3 separate regions of the Mus musculus genome follow, and all the other regions are linked to region 1. The links are chromatin contacts, called in public Hi-C and HiCAR-type maps. All regions are on one chromosome and are shown on one strand. The core of a region is the stretch at or near the end of the contact, and the rest is flanking DNA. Distances in the headings are between cores, read along the strand shown. Region 1 holds the start of 3930402G23Rik (RIKEN cDNA 3930402G23 gene). Region 2 holds the start of Myo16 (myosin XVI). Region 3 holds the start of Ankrd10 (ankyrin repeat domain 10).

What was found. Hi-C and Micro-C count contacts between places; a contact is called where the count stands out from the background. HiCAR-type assays count read pairs that join an accessible place to other places.
Region 2: a contact with region 1 is called in a HiCAR-type map of astrocytes, with 2.2 times the contacts expected there. The contact joins the promoter of Myo16 here to the promoter of 3930402G23Rik in region 1.
Region 3: a contact with region 1 is called in a Hi-C map of muscle stem cells, with 4 times the contacts expected there. The contact joins the promoter of Ankrd10 here to the promoter of 3930402G23Rik in region 1.

The regions. Positions count from the first base shown.
Region 1 is chr8:10,925,576-10,930,252 of GRCm38.p6, reverse strand. It overlaps 3930402G23Rik (RIKEN cDNA 3930402G23 gene), which reads left to right and starts at 1,796. Exons shown (of 4, transcript NR_135302.1): 1 at 1,796-1,984; 2 at 2,145-2,233; 3 at 2,732-2,968; 4 at 3,258-4,677.
Region 2 is chr8:10,151,676-10,156,352 of GRCm38.p6, reverse strand. Myo16 (myosin XVI) reads right to left here and starts at 2,442. Exons shown (of 35, transcript NM_001319151.1): 1 at 2,107-2,442.
Region 3 is chr8:11,633,649-11,638,325 of GRCm38.p6, reverse strand. It overlaps Ankrd10 (ankyrin repeat domain 10), which reads left to right and starts at 2,569. Exons shown (of 6, transcript NM_133971.3): 1 at 2,569-2,915. The coding sequence starts at 2,709. It overlaps Mir7238 (microRNA 7238), which reads left to right and starts at 2,590; the gene lies at 2,590-2,632.

The DNA.
Region 1 (4,677 bases), core at 547-3,046:
TTCATTCATTCATTCATTCATAAATCCACAGTAGATAGCTTAACTCTCTCTGAATCCATCTTAACTCTCTCTCTCTCTCAACACAAATTCTTTATTTAACAGTTTCGGGTCATCCCATGGGCTAAGTGGTAGAGATCCAGGACCCAGCAGCAAGGTCAGGGCAATCTGTGAGCTTCTCTTTCTGACTGCAGTAGGGTGAGCACATCACCCTCTGGAACAGGACTTTTTGACATTTCAGATGATAGAGTGGCTGGTGTCATCCATAAATTCCACTTGTACCTGCATGCACTGTCCCTGAGAACTAGTCCTGCCCAGCACTTTGGTTACCCTAGCCAGCTTGATCGGCTGCACCAGACTCTTGTCCTCAATGATGGAGATCTTGTGGAGACTCCATCTTAACTTTCACCTAAGAATCAGAGTACCTAGTGTCAACTTGTCAAACATGTCTGGGTGGATCCTCTGTCCTTAGCCCCCATCTCACCCACTGAGATGGTGTTTGGCTCTTGACTTTGGTCAATCTCTTTGATGGATCCTTCTAACTTTACTCAGTGTCTTGATTGTGACTAATTGATGCCTTAAGACACCAAATTCGTAACGTAGTGTACTGTTCACCAGCACAGCACTGCAGTTATAAAGCATAACATGTTTGTTTACAAAACAAATAGAGTTAAAACATGTAAGGCCATTGCATACCTGGATTCATATGCAGTTGTAGGAACAACACGAATCGACCCTGTGCCAAGTTTCTCCCAAGGGGGAGGGTTTGGAAAGCCATGGCACACAGATAGTACACAGGTTGTGCAAAGGGGCCACACTGTGGGTACCTGTACCTCGTATTTGGTTCTCTTTCCTGTGTGGGTTCACTTATCCGGTGTTCTGACAACACCAAGCCCTATCACACACACCCCCCTCCCAATCCTTCACTCCTGGAAAGTGTAATATGTCTTACACTTCTAAAATGGTTTCATTTTAAAAGTAGTGACCGAGATGGGTCTAGAGAGAAGTCTCAGTGGCTAGAAGGTTAAGCACACGATGCTATTCTTACAGATGATCGGGGTTCAGTTCCCAGAACCCACATCAGGTGGTTCACTGCTCCTTGTAAGCCCAGTTCCAGGGGATCCAAAGTTGTCTTTCAGAGTGAGTTCACAGGTCTTAAAGGACCCAAGAGGCAAGGCTGGGAATGTCGGGGAGCTGGAAGTTTCTGGCAGGGTTCCCACTGTCCTGGGAAGTGCTTTGTCTCCTTCTTGTCAGGGCAGCTTGGATGCCTTGAGAACAGCCCAGGGGACTGCCTGAGCTTGGGGAGAGCTGAGGCTCCATTGTCTACTGGCACCCCCCTTTCCTTTAGGCTTTCATCACAGACTCAGGGTGGTACTCACTAGGCCATCAAACTGTCTCCCCCTAGGTCTGTCCTAGGTTTCCAAGCAACAAGGAGATGCTTGGGCTTTTCCGCACTGTTTACGGAGGTGGACATCTGGGACGAGAGCCGAGGGCTCTGCCGTCATCAGGGCTCGGACCGACGTGCACACCCTGGGACGCAAAGCCAGCTTACCCAGGTTGGGAAATCAGCTTGTCCACAGAGCCAGATCCCCCTGGCAACGATCCCTCCCCTATAGACAGAGAAAGGCAAAGCCCCTGAGAGGAGCTCAGCGGAAAGTACATTTCATTGAGCCGGGGCTTGGTTACAAAATAGATAAACTTGCACCGTTTCCAGGCCAACGGGATTCAAGCTGCCGAGATGTTGACCAAGTTGGCCCTGCCTTCTGGAAGTCTCTGGCTCCACCGGAACGAGCTGTTTCATTGGGATAAGACCTCAAAGGGGAATGTGTGAGTGAGCCAGGAAATGAGTCGAACCAGGTCCCCCCAGAACATTTGATTGTAGTCCTGGGCATCCATCCAAATCCCAGGGGCCTTTGCCCCAGAAGAGATCATGGCTTACTGGTGACGCTGAATAGAGGTCATGAGCACAGTGTGACGAAGAAGCCAGGTGGGAGTCCTTGCTTCGATGCCCCTCTATAGGTTTTGTTACCTTTGTTAAGACGTAAATCATTCGATGTGGTGGGACCCGGCATGACTGTTTTCAGACTGTTCACAGAGCTGTGTAGTTGACACCGCAATTCAGTTTCAGAACGTTTTCCTTTTATCAGGCCAGGAGGAAACCCTGCATTCATGAAGTCACCCACAGTTCCATCTACTCCAGCCAACACCAGGATGCTTCACACCCATGGACGTGAAGGTACGTGGATTCGATCCCTTATGGGTGATTCATGCTTGCCTCCTGTGCCAGTGTGTTTGTGACTGCGTAATATTTTTGTACCTTCATTTTTAAAATCAGAAGTACAAACAACAAACGATCAAACGGAAGATGGTGGCCTTGATCATGCCAGCCCTGACGTAACAATGCCTAACTATAGATCACAATCCCTTTTGTGGCTTTGTTGAGTACCCCTTATTCGTTTATGCTGCACCTGGAGTTCACTCTCCTGCTGCTTGAGTGTGCTTGGCTAGCACTCTGGACTGTGTGTCTGCCACAGGTCTGCTTTGTCAGGTTATGTCTTTGGCTCATGAGTTTCTGAGCTCACTGTTGAGGGTTTGGGAGCATCTGGGTCTTGGGCAGTTCCAGTGAGAGGCTGATTATGCGTGTGGCTGTGAGTTCTTGGACTCAGTGTGAGAAGACTCCATCTTTAGCTTCAACTATTTGTTGAGAGAACACATCTATGTTCTCCCTCTATAGAGCTGCAGTCCTGTCACCCAAGGAACTGAACTGAGTAGCCAATGGCTCCATGCCACTGACAATTTATGGCGGAGGCAAGGATTCTACTTGGACATAGCAGGAGCAATACTAAGCCAGTGCCACCTCCCAGTGAGGCCTCCCATGGGCTCAGTCAAAGCACAGTATCATGGAGCCAAGTGGAGGACAGGCAGAGTCAGCCTGTCCTGTGAGTCCCAGTGGATTCCCTGGGTGGCAAAGGTACTACCACACGTTGCAGTTAGACCCTTGGGAGTCTCAGAGGAACTAACACGACCTCACTTTCCCCCAGATGTAGGGCTTCAGGAGCCTGCATAGAATACAGGAGGGGAGGGTGGAGCCCTCAGCACAGGATACCCAGCCTTTATGTCTCACGGGGTCAGGAGAGCAGGGTGCACAGGATCCTTGCTGCAGTAGCCTTACATTTCCCCATGAAGCTTGCAGGAAATTTGCAGACTCCCTAGTGTTGTGTTCCCTGCTCTCAGACCCGTTGTTGCCTTTCTTGCTACAGAACCAGGAACAATCACCGAGCTTGCCTCTGGGAAATCTGAACCAAGACATCCAGGAACCTGGACATGGATTGAACTATCTCTTCATTGTCAGTTACCACTTGCTAAGCACATCACCCCCAGATCTGTGTGAGGGGGTCAGGTGTGCTGGGGTGGAGAAGACAACACAGAGCAGCCTGGGATGGGAAGTCAGTCTCCTGGTGGTGGGAGTGGTAGATGCTTGTGGTTGTGCTGTCTCCTTTGAGTAAAAACTCCAGCTGCCAAGTGCTGCCTAGCCTCTGATAGTTGGCAGAGGCTCCTCCTGGCACCATGTGGGATGTGAACTTCCCCCTCAATTCCTGGATTTATTTTGGGATAATGGGCTGTGGAAAGGTTACAGAAGGCTGAGTCTGGCCTGAAAATGAAGCTCCAGCCATGGCCAGAGGAACATGGGGCTGAGGCTGACTTAGAGTCTGCCTCCTCTGAAGAACAATGCTATTTGAGGATCCATGCAGTGGCCACTGTCAAAGTGGTGGGGGATATGATGTCCTCCTTGCTCCCACTTCATCCCTGTGGCAGGAGTACCTGTTTAGGGGGGCACCCTCTCTCTCTCTCTCTCTCCTCTGTAGTGGGTGCTTTGGAACAAGTTGCAGACTATCGAGGAGTCGGAGTCGTCGGAGTCGACCTGGGGCTGTGTTCTCAGGGCTGCTCAGTTAGCACAAGAGGTCCTGCGGAGGAAGCACTAGCATCCCCCAGGCTCCCAGAAGCAGAGTCTGGGAGCAGTGCGTCACTTCAAAGGGCTCCCCCTCCCTCAGTCTGCTTTCTCTGTAGCAGAGGAGCCTTCCAGGCTCCCAGGCAGCTAAGCTGGAGGGGCCATGGCAGAGTCAGTAGTTAATAGCTCCTTGTCCTTTCTGCACAGGATATTGTGGAACTCATGCTTGATTGACAGCAAGCTATTTGTTTCATTGTAGCTGTAGCTGCAGTCTACTAGGATATCAGGAGAGCTCCCCCGCCTCCCGCCAAAAGCCCTACCAGTTACCTTTCTGTGGTGATCAAATACCGGGCCAGAGTTAGCTCAAGGCAGGAAAGGTTGATTTTGGGGCAGTGCGGGGTACAGATGGCTGTGACGGAAAGGATACAGCTGTAAGGGCTCTTGGGGTCGCAGGAGTGTGAGCTTGCTTGCTTGCTTGCTCACATGCCCGAGAGGATTAGTCTGCAGAGAGCAGACAGGAAGTGGGACTGGTCCCCTCCTGAGAAGCAACAATTCAACCCCCACTTTCTCTGTCCCACCTGTGCCGGGAGCAATCACAGGAGCTTGCCAGCAGGGACCAGATGGGGTAGCGGGTCCTGGGGGAGTGACTCACCACAGTCTTCTACATCGTTAGACTTTAAATCAGAGCCTTTCAGGCCAGAGGGCCAGAGAACCGGATCTAAACACCCCAT
Region 2 (4,677 bases), core at 1,193-3,692, 770 kb after region 1:
TTGTCTGTCACTGGCTCACATTCCCTTCTGTGATGCCACCTGCAAAGGGCAGACACCTGGTCGAGGTGCTCAGCAGAGCACAGACTCTAAAAGAAATACTATTCTTCCTTCAGATAGCTGAAATCTGGTGCAATTTCCTCACACGTGTATCTGATTATTTTTGCACACTCACTCTCTGCAAGCTATGTATGTACAGAAACACACACATATGCATACATGCACACACCCATGCACATATTTGAGTTCCATGTGAATTCTGGGCCTGGATGTGGCAGGACATGGCAACTTTTCCTTCAGACGTGTTCCCATTTTTGTTCAGTCTCCTTCGAGACCATTCCTGCCCTGCTGAAGGCCTGTGCCCCACAGAGGGCTCCCGTTCCATAGACATTCCCTTTCATCTGTACAATATGGAATTGCCCACAGATCATATTAACGACTTGGTGTTGCAGGCCCTGGAGTATCTGTCTTGACACATTCCCAGACTGTGGGGAAAGGGTGTCTTTACAGAACAAAGTGCAAACACAAGACGCTTCAGCTGTGTTAGTGTGCACGGAGCACATAGGCTCTTTCTGTCACAGCTGTCCCACTTCTCTCAGGACACAGATGAACTTAACCATTGCACTGGGCTCTCGAGATGACACTTTCGATTAAAGTAATTATTCCTTTAGTAAACAAATATTACATTCTAAATGATGTTAATGGTATTAATTCTTTCTACAGAGCACTGGCATGTATTCTGGCTGCCACAAAATCCACCAAATATAAGTCTTGTGGGCTCACATTCGTCTCCCCCTTCACTCACCATAGAAATGTTAAAGTTAACTGTCCATCACTGGTACCTCTGTAATATTAACAACTGAACCCTTTAAATATACCAAGAGCAAACTTGAAGCAACTCTGGCTCTGTAAGGAACCTGCAGAGGTCCCTCCTGAGCCTGGCTTTCATTCCAAGATCTCATGGGTGACTTTGATGCCTACCCTGATTCTAAACTAAATGTTTCAGGACAGGCATGACAGGGTGACAAGAGCATCACAGACCCTGGCAGTAATGTGGGACAACTGTCATCCTGGCAGGACACCAGAGACTTCCCATGACTCTCAAAGAAAGTCCTACTTAAAGCGTCTCAGAAACACATGACACGTGCATGCATGTGTGCGTGCATGCATGCGTGCGTGCGTGCCTGTGTACACACACACACACACACACACACACACACGCGCGCGCGCGCGCGCGCTCGCACCTTGCACATACATGAGGGTAAAGACTGGTCCTTACACCGTCCTTTTTGTGGCGAGCACAGAACAGCCAGGTCTTGCTTGACCTGGCTTTTTGATGGCTTCTAAAGTGATCAATAGTCCCTTCAGGTGACAAGTGTTGAACACAAAGTCTTAACACACTGACCCCAAATCCATTCTGAGCCACAAGTGAGGAAAAGGCACAGATAGCTGGCCAGGTCTCTGAAAATCACTATTTCCTTTCAGAAGATGTTGAAGGTGTCCAAGAGACTAGTTAAAAGGAGGGCTTCTGCCTATCGAGGTGTTTAAGAAAGGAAAGGCAGCCTTTGTGGTCCTGGGACGCACAGAGCTGTAAGTCCTGACCTGCCCCTCACTTTGTCCCTGGCCTTAAGACAATGGGAGGTTGAGGCCAAGGGTCAGAGGGATATGTGCAAGAGGCGCCAGCTGGCAAGCTCTTGCCAGCATCATCTTTGTTCTCCCAAGTCTCATTTCCATCCCCAGAGAAGAGGAAGAAGTGCATCCCATCGCCCGGGAGCCTTTGCATAGGTGACAGCGCCACATCTCCCATGGCAACTAGAGGTTTCTTTCTACAAATTGCCAAATTTGCCTCCTTGTGGTTAAATCCAGAGTTCTAAGAAAGATTCTGGTCTTGGCCTCCTTTCCCACATCCCAAAGGTGGCAGGGTCCTTGCTGGAAAGGAATTAGAAACCGCTTCACCACTCCTCATGCCCCACGCCCCATGCCTGTCCAGCGCTCACTACAGCAGCTGGGACAAGCGCTGGCGACCCTGCGTGGTCCCTTCATGCTACAGGACCCGGAACCTCGGATTCTCCAAGTTCCCTACATGAGACACCCTGCCGCCGACCCTACCTGACGAAGAACGATCCCCGGTGCCCCGGGATCCAACAACGGACGGTCCCGGCGGTTCTGCTCTGCTCCTGGACGCCGGGTCACGGAGCAGACTGGCGGAGATGTGCTGCGCTGAGACGCGATGGGGACCCCGACTCCACCCGTTGGCAGCTCGCAGCCCCCGCCCCTCGGGCCGCAGCCGCGTCCCTGCCACTCGGTCCGAGCTCCGCCCCTCTCCCTACACAGTCCACAGCTGGGTTCCGTCCCTTCTGGTCCTCCTGGTTCCTTTGGGTCTCCACGCAAGAACAGGGCGGTCGCCTGGTCCTGGCGCCCTCCCGCCTCCCCGCCGCGCCCCGCGTCCCTCCCTCCTTCTCACGCGCTCTCACGCGTTCGCGGAGACCGCGCCTCCCAGGCTGGCTCTGCTACCCTCCCTCGGGGTCCTATCCCCTCCCCTTCTCCAAGGATGTGAGAAAGGGTCTAGCGCTTCAAACTTTTCCGCCCAGACTTCTGTAAGACCGCAGGGAACCGGATGGCAATGTGCACTGCACAGGGGCTCCCCTCGGACATCCCACCAGAACAAAGGCCATGCAGTCCTGGCAACTGTGGCAATTGTCCAGACAGAATGGGTGACCAATTTTAAAGCTACAGAAGCCAGTACAGTCTTCTATGTCTCTGCCATTAGATATTCTGCCTTAATAGGCTTGAAATTGGGAGTTTGGGCGCAGGACATTAGGAAAGCATGCCAGGACTGTAATGCATTCATTTGCCGTGACAAAATACAAGATGTGCCTGCCCCCTTAAAATTTGGTTTTGTGTCAGCTCTGTAAAGTTTGCTTGTCTGTATTTTACCAAAAGTGGAGAATGTTCTGTTAATTCTGGGATGGTGTGTGTGACTCTCTCTCTCTCTCTCTCTCTCTCTCTCTCTCTCTCTCTGTGTGTGTGTGTGTGTGTGTGTGTGTGCATGCACATGCACCCAGAGACCAGCACCGTATCAACGGGCACATGGATAAATGAGTGTGTAACTCAGGCTAGTTCTTGGACACATGCGGATAAACAGTACAGCACAAGCCCATATGACAACGGAGAAACTGCAGATAACTGGACTTAGTACACATTTTACACTTTGCATGTAGGTGTTATTCGAAACGGAGTTGGGTCTTTTAAAAGATGATCTAGGAATGTGGAGATAGATTCAATTAAACAGTTGAATTACCATTAAAACTATGGGGCGGGGGGCAGGAGGAGGTCTGTCTTTAAAAGTTCACTAAGCAGGAAACCTGAATTCAAATTCCACCTCCTAGAATCCATGTGAGAAGTCAAGTGTAGTTTAACCCCCCCCCCCCACACACACACACAATTACTACGAGGCTTGCAACCAACAGTAGCCAATATGACAAGCCTCAGGACAATAAGAGACCTTATTGTAAATAAGTGGACAGGGGAGACACCCGGAGTTGTCCTCTAGCTCCACATGCTCATGCATGTGCCCACACACACACCATGCACACAGAGCATACCCCACATGAAGCTCATGGGGTGTTGATATGGAGATTTTTTTCAATATATAAAGAAAGACTGGATGTTTAGTTATTTAAAGATAACTTGTAAAACCATTTGACAAAGTAATCCAACAACATCACCAATCACAATGTATCCTGGCAAGAATGACTGTAAATTACAATTCAAACAGGCACTTCACGATCTATTTCTTCTCCTAGAATCTTCTTCACTTAGCAAGATAGAGATATAAATGCCGTGTGAGAGATACCATCTACTTTTTTGAGGTGTTTTGTGGCATTTGAAATCCTAGCTTCCCATTGTACTCTGAGATTCCTAGAGACGAGGAAACACTTGGGAATTTAGTGCAGCAAAGGTCAGCCTTGGTCACCAGCATTTACAACTGCGTGGACATAAGGCAAATGGGAACTAAACTATAATTCGACTCACGGCAAGAGTTTGTATTTCCTAATATCAAACAGCATATATTTCTAGATCATGGCTACGTGCTTGACATATGTTTGAATTTTTTTTTATATAGATCTAAGTTTTTGTATTAGCAGTGAAGTCGTAGGGTAACCTTAAAAAGAGGGGTGCAATATAAAGCAAACATGCTAAACACGCACACTTGCATTTCAACCATTCCCAACACATTCCACACCTGAATAGCTGGAGGCTGGGAACATACAGCTCACTCTGATAAGGGCTTTAAAAATGATTATACTGTCTAGGAGTATGGGCAATGTATTATTAAGAATGTCAATATTGGCTCAGCTCCCAAAGGTAATTTTCCTCTCTAAACTGAGATATAAATGCTGGTTTGCCGTTGATCCCTATGTTTACATACACACGTTCCATTCTGAAATAGCAATTATTTTGCTACCATAGAGGCATGCGTTATCTGGCTTTGCCAACCCCTTGAGACAAACAGAGCCGTACCCAGAAGTAAAAGAAGATAACTTTCTATGGAAACCCCAAGGAACATGACTGCCATGAAGTTCTCAATTAAGGTCTTGTTTGGTTTTTTGTTTGTTTAGTTGGTTTTGTTTTTACAGAAGAAAATTTGTTCATTTTACAGAAAGGAAACTCTGGGAA
Region 3 (4,677 bases), core at 1,320-3,819, 710 kb before region 1:
TAAGAATCCAAACATTACATTTTATTTTACTAGACCTTGATACTGTGTGCAAAATAAAATTCACGGTGAAAATGCAAAGCATGGGCCAGTGAGATGGCTCAGCAGGTACAGGAGCTTGCTGCCAAGGCTGATGAGCTGAAGACAACCTCACAAATCCAAGTAGTAGGAGAAAAAGGTTCCCAAAACTATCCTCAGACATCCACATGAGCCACGCTGCACATGAGAACATGTTTAAGGCGAACATGGGTTGGTCACATGATCCAGATCTGATTCTACACCCAAGGGAGTTCCCTTAAGTATAAATCTCAGGCTCACAGTCCCCAGAAGACAGGGGAAAGTGCCTCTCCCTTGTTGGAAAAGCTGACCAGGTACACCTGTTATCTTGCAAAATGAGACTCCTCTTTCCAGAGCTTAAGGGGATGCGCTCACATACAGGCCAATGGCATGTCAAACAAAACCAACTTCTCAGTGAAAGAAGCTTGAAACACAAGAGCCCACCATTCAGTGCAAGCACCCAAGTAATACCAAAACTATTACGCTGTGCTCTTGCCTCACCGATTATGAACTAGAGACAGACAGATGACGTCTCATATTTCCCACGCATTAGTCACTGCTCAGTGAATTAAACATCACACTTGTCTATGTAGACTGGAACATTTCTCAATATCACCTTCACAGGGAGTGTTTGTTATTTGAACGGATGGCTGTGTAGTGTGTTCACCCGGTTAACAATTCCCCTTTATCAATTGTCTGGTTTCTGATTACTTGTTTTATGCTACTTAATGTTGCAATGTAAGGTATGTAGCCTGGTGGCATATTTATAATCCCAGCAGCTGGGAGGATGAGGCAGGAGGATGATGAGTCCCAGGCCCCAGTTTCTGCAATACAGTAATTTTAATCTCTACTATGTAGCCTCCTCAAGGATAAACATACACAAGGAACAAATATATAGCAAAAGGGAAAAAGTAAAACTTCATTAAGTAAAAAGTAGAAGCTGGCCGGTGGTGGCGGCTCACGCCTTTAATCCCAGCACTTGGGAGGCAGAGGCAGGCGGATTTCTGAGTTCGAGACCAGCCTGGTCTACAACGTGAGTTCCAGGACAGCCAGGGCTATACAGAGAAACCCTGTCTCGAAAAAAACCAAAAAAAAAAAAAAAAAAAAGTAAAACTTCCATGAATAGTGTCTACTCCTTAATGGCTCAGTATGATTTTCAAATTTTATAGCCAGGAGGTGGTGGTGCTCGCCTTTAATCCCAGCAGAAGCAGGAGGATTTCTGAGTTCAAGGCCAGCCTGGTCTACAGAGTGAGTAGACCAGGCTGGGCTACACAGTGAAACCCTGTCTCGAAAAACCAAAATTAGAACAAAAAGAAAAAGAAAAAAGAAAAATTTCAAATTTTTTACAACCATAGCATTGTACCATTGGAAAGAGAATTTAGTAGTCAATTTTTCTAAAATTTCTTTCACCATGTGCCCAGCCTGCTCACGTGACTCATGCTTTACAGTTACAGACGCCAGGGCCTCTCGATTCTCTCTGGCATCCATTCCAATTAAGGCATACCGAAGTTAACTGGCTGCACCCTTGTTTTCGGGTTTTTAATGAGGAGCTGTGCTCCGCAGGCGCCCAATAAACACTAATTGGAGGAACTCAGGCAACCGCGGAAGCAGGCCAGGGCCGGCTGCCAGAGTCCTGAGTCCCCACTCGCGAGTGTGCCTGGCAGAGCAGCAGCTCTATTTAGAAGTAGCGCCTCAGGCATCGTCCTCAGCAGGAACCTGCGGCCGAGCTCCAACCGCTCCAGGTCACACCCACCAGCGCCAGGTCACGCCCAGCCGCCCCAGGAATCGACCAGAGCGCCGCTCCGCTCCAAATCCCAGACTCTCCTCCTTTAGTTAAGGCGTGGCTTTCAGCTGCCAATCACAGAGAGGCCGGCCTGGGCTTTGGCCTTGCCCCAGGCAAGGTTTACAGCCAGGGTCGTAGGCCTCCGGCTTCAGGCGAGGTCTCAGGCGCGGCCTCCTCAGGCTTCAGTCGCAGCCAAGTCTCCCCCCTCCTTTTTTTGTTTTGTTTTGTTTGTTTGTTTGTTTGTTTTTCGTGACAGGGTTTCTCTGTATAGCCCTGGCTGTCCTGGAACTGACTCTGTAGACCAGGCTGGCCTTGAACTCAGAAATCCACCTGCCTTTGACGCCCAAGTGCTGGGATTAAAGGCGTGCGCCACCACTGCCCGGCAAGTCTCGTCCCTCTAACCACACTAACGTGCAGGCCCACCCTCAACCCCTACACCTTCAGCGTTGGCATCAGTAGCGGCCTCCTCAAGCGGTGATCGCCTCCCAGCCCCTAACTTCACCACCAGACGCCTAAGGCGGCGTTCCTGCGCAGACCCTGAGAAGGCCCCGCCCTGCAGCCAAGGCCACGCCCTATCCCAGGCGCCAGCCTCAGCACCACCTGCGGGAGGCCCCACCCTATCCAGGCGCGGGCCTCGCCCCACCACGGGCGTCAGCAGCGGTCGGAGGCAGCGGACTGTTAGGCCCCACCCTCTCAAGGCGCAGGCTCCGCCCCGTGGCTCAGGTCCCGCCCTCAGTGCTCGCTGCGCTCGGATGCGGATGGGACGCGGCAGCAGCTCGCCTGTCCTTTGTGTTCGAGTGGCGGCAGCTTCGCAGGCCTTCACCGGCACATTCCTCTGGCCGATCAGTCGCGTGCTTCCTAGCGACCCATCATGTCAGCGGGAGCGGGCGCGGCCGTGGAGGCAGGCTTCTCCAGCGAGGAGCTGCTGTCGCTCCGCTTCCCGCTGCACCGCGCCTGCCGGGACGGGGACCTGGTCGCGCTCTGTTCGCTGCTGCCACACACGCCGCGCGCTCACCTGGCCGCTGAGGACTCCTTCTACGGCTGGACGCCCGTGCACTGGGCTGCGCACTTCGGCAAGGTGGGCGCGGGCACTTTAAGGCGCCATTTTCCGCGTGGTGTGCTGTTAGGGTCAGAGCGCACCCCACGGTGTCTGGAGAGCGCGGTCGGCAGCGGCAGCGCAACCCCTGAGAGTTCCAGGGCGCATGTGCGGTACCGCGCGGTCTGCGACCCAGGACGGTGGGGGGTGGGGGGCGCGGAAGCTGCTCAGACGCCGCGGGCGCCTCGAGGGCTTCAAGGCGCATGTGCGGCGGGCGGCGCGCGACCCAGGACCTCCGGGGGCGCGGGGAGTGTTGGGAGGCGGGGCGGAAATGGGGTCCGTCTCGCCGGCTCCCCCGAAGGATCCAGGGCGCATGTGCACACTTGTGGCTCTTCCGAGCGGGGCGGGCAGACTGCAGTTGAGGCCGTTTGCGCGGAGGCCGCCGGGCTTCGGGAATCGTGGCGAGGAGGAAACTGGGGGCCTCGCGCTTCTGTCTAATGGAAACCGGGTGCAGGGCCCCCTGAAGGCACGGAGGGATGGGCGCTGCCCTCGTAGCCGGGGGTGTCAAGTCTGCACCTGCTATGGCCGACGGCGGGGTCGCGGCCATGCCTATCGGCCCCCTCTCCACCGGGACCGTCCTGTGTAAGCTGCGCTAATTGGCCCCGTTCTCCTGGTGTTGAAAGGTGGCATGCAGTTGGGTGCAGGTAGTCGCTGGGAATCCACCTTCTCGTGGTCGCCTTAGTTAACCTGCACACAGAAGTGCTTCTGCGCCATAAAGCGGCAAAATTCACGCTGTACTGTTTACCAGAATTTGATCTAAAGCTAAAGGAGCATTTTCACGTCTACGGAGAACGAGTTGTAGACTTGACTTTGGAGACCAGTATTGTAGCGGAGGCGAGGACGTTGTAGTTCTGAGCTTTCCTATCTGAAACCTGGATGGTCTTAAGATACGGAACCATCTTGTTAACCCGTTCCAACTATTACGGAAAGCTCTTAGAGGCGAAAAGGCTGAGCCTTTCACCCCAGCCGGGCCATGTGTTACTGCTCTCCCTCCTGTAGGTTTCCAGCGTGTTTCCCTAGGTTGTACCTACCAGTGATGCTCAGGTTACCCAGTAATTTATGGGGCTTATTTATTCCCGGAAAACTGGCCATTGTGAAGGCTAACTATCTTGCTTTTACCAGATGCCCCATTTAAAAGGACCCTCCACAATTCCAAAGCCAGTTTCCTAGGTTGAACACGGCATAGCTAACAGGTTCAAATCCTGGCTCCACGTTAAAGGTTAACTAACTGCTTTTCTCTTGACACCTGTTCATCTTACTGCCACTTTGTACTTGTATGTTTCCCTTGGGAAATCTCACCAGCGATTACTTTTTGGTTTGGTTTGGTTTGGTTTGGTTTTCCGAGACAGGGTTTCTCTGTATAGCCATGGCTGTCCTGGAACTAACTTTGTAGACCAGGCTGGCCTGGAACTCAGAAATCCGCCGGTCTCTGCCTCCTGAGTGCTGGGATTAAAGGCGTGCGCCACCACCGCCTGGCCAGCCATCACTTTCTAACACTGTCCTAATGTCTGTTTGCTGTGGACTGTGCAAGTTTTGCAGCCTGCCGATCAATAAAAACTCAGAGAATCTGTGTTTATTGAAGTGACCAGTCCTTTGTAAGGACAAGCTTACCTTGCTTGGGGAGACAGATAGGAGGTTCGGGGTGCTGTTTGTTCTCAGGAATTGCTTGCAACCAAGCACAGCTTCTTCACTGCCTGTGGTCAGTTGAAGAGAAACAGACAGTCCAAAATTGGAGAACAAGTAA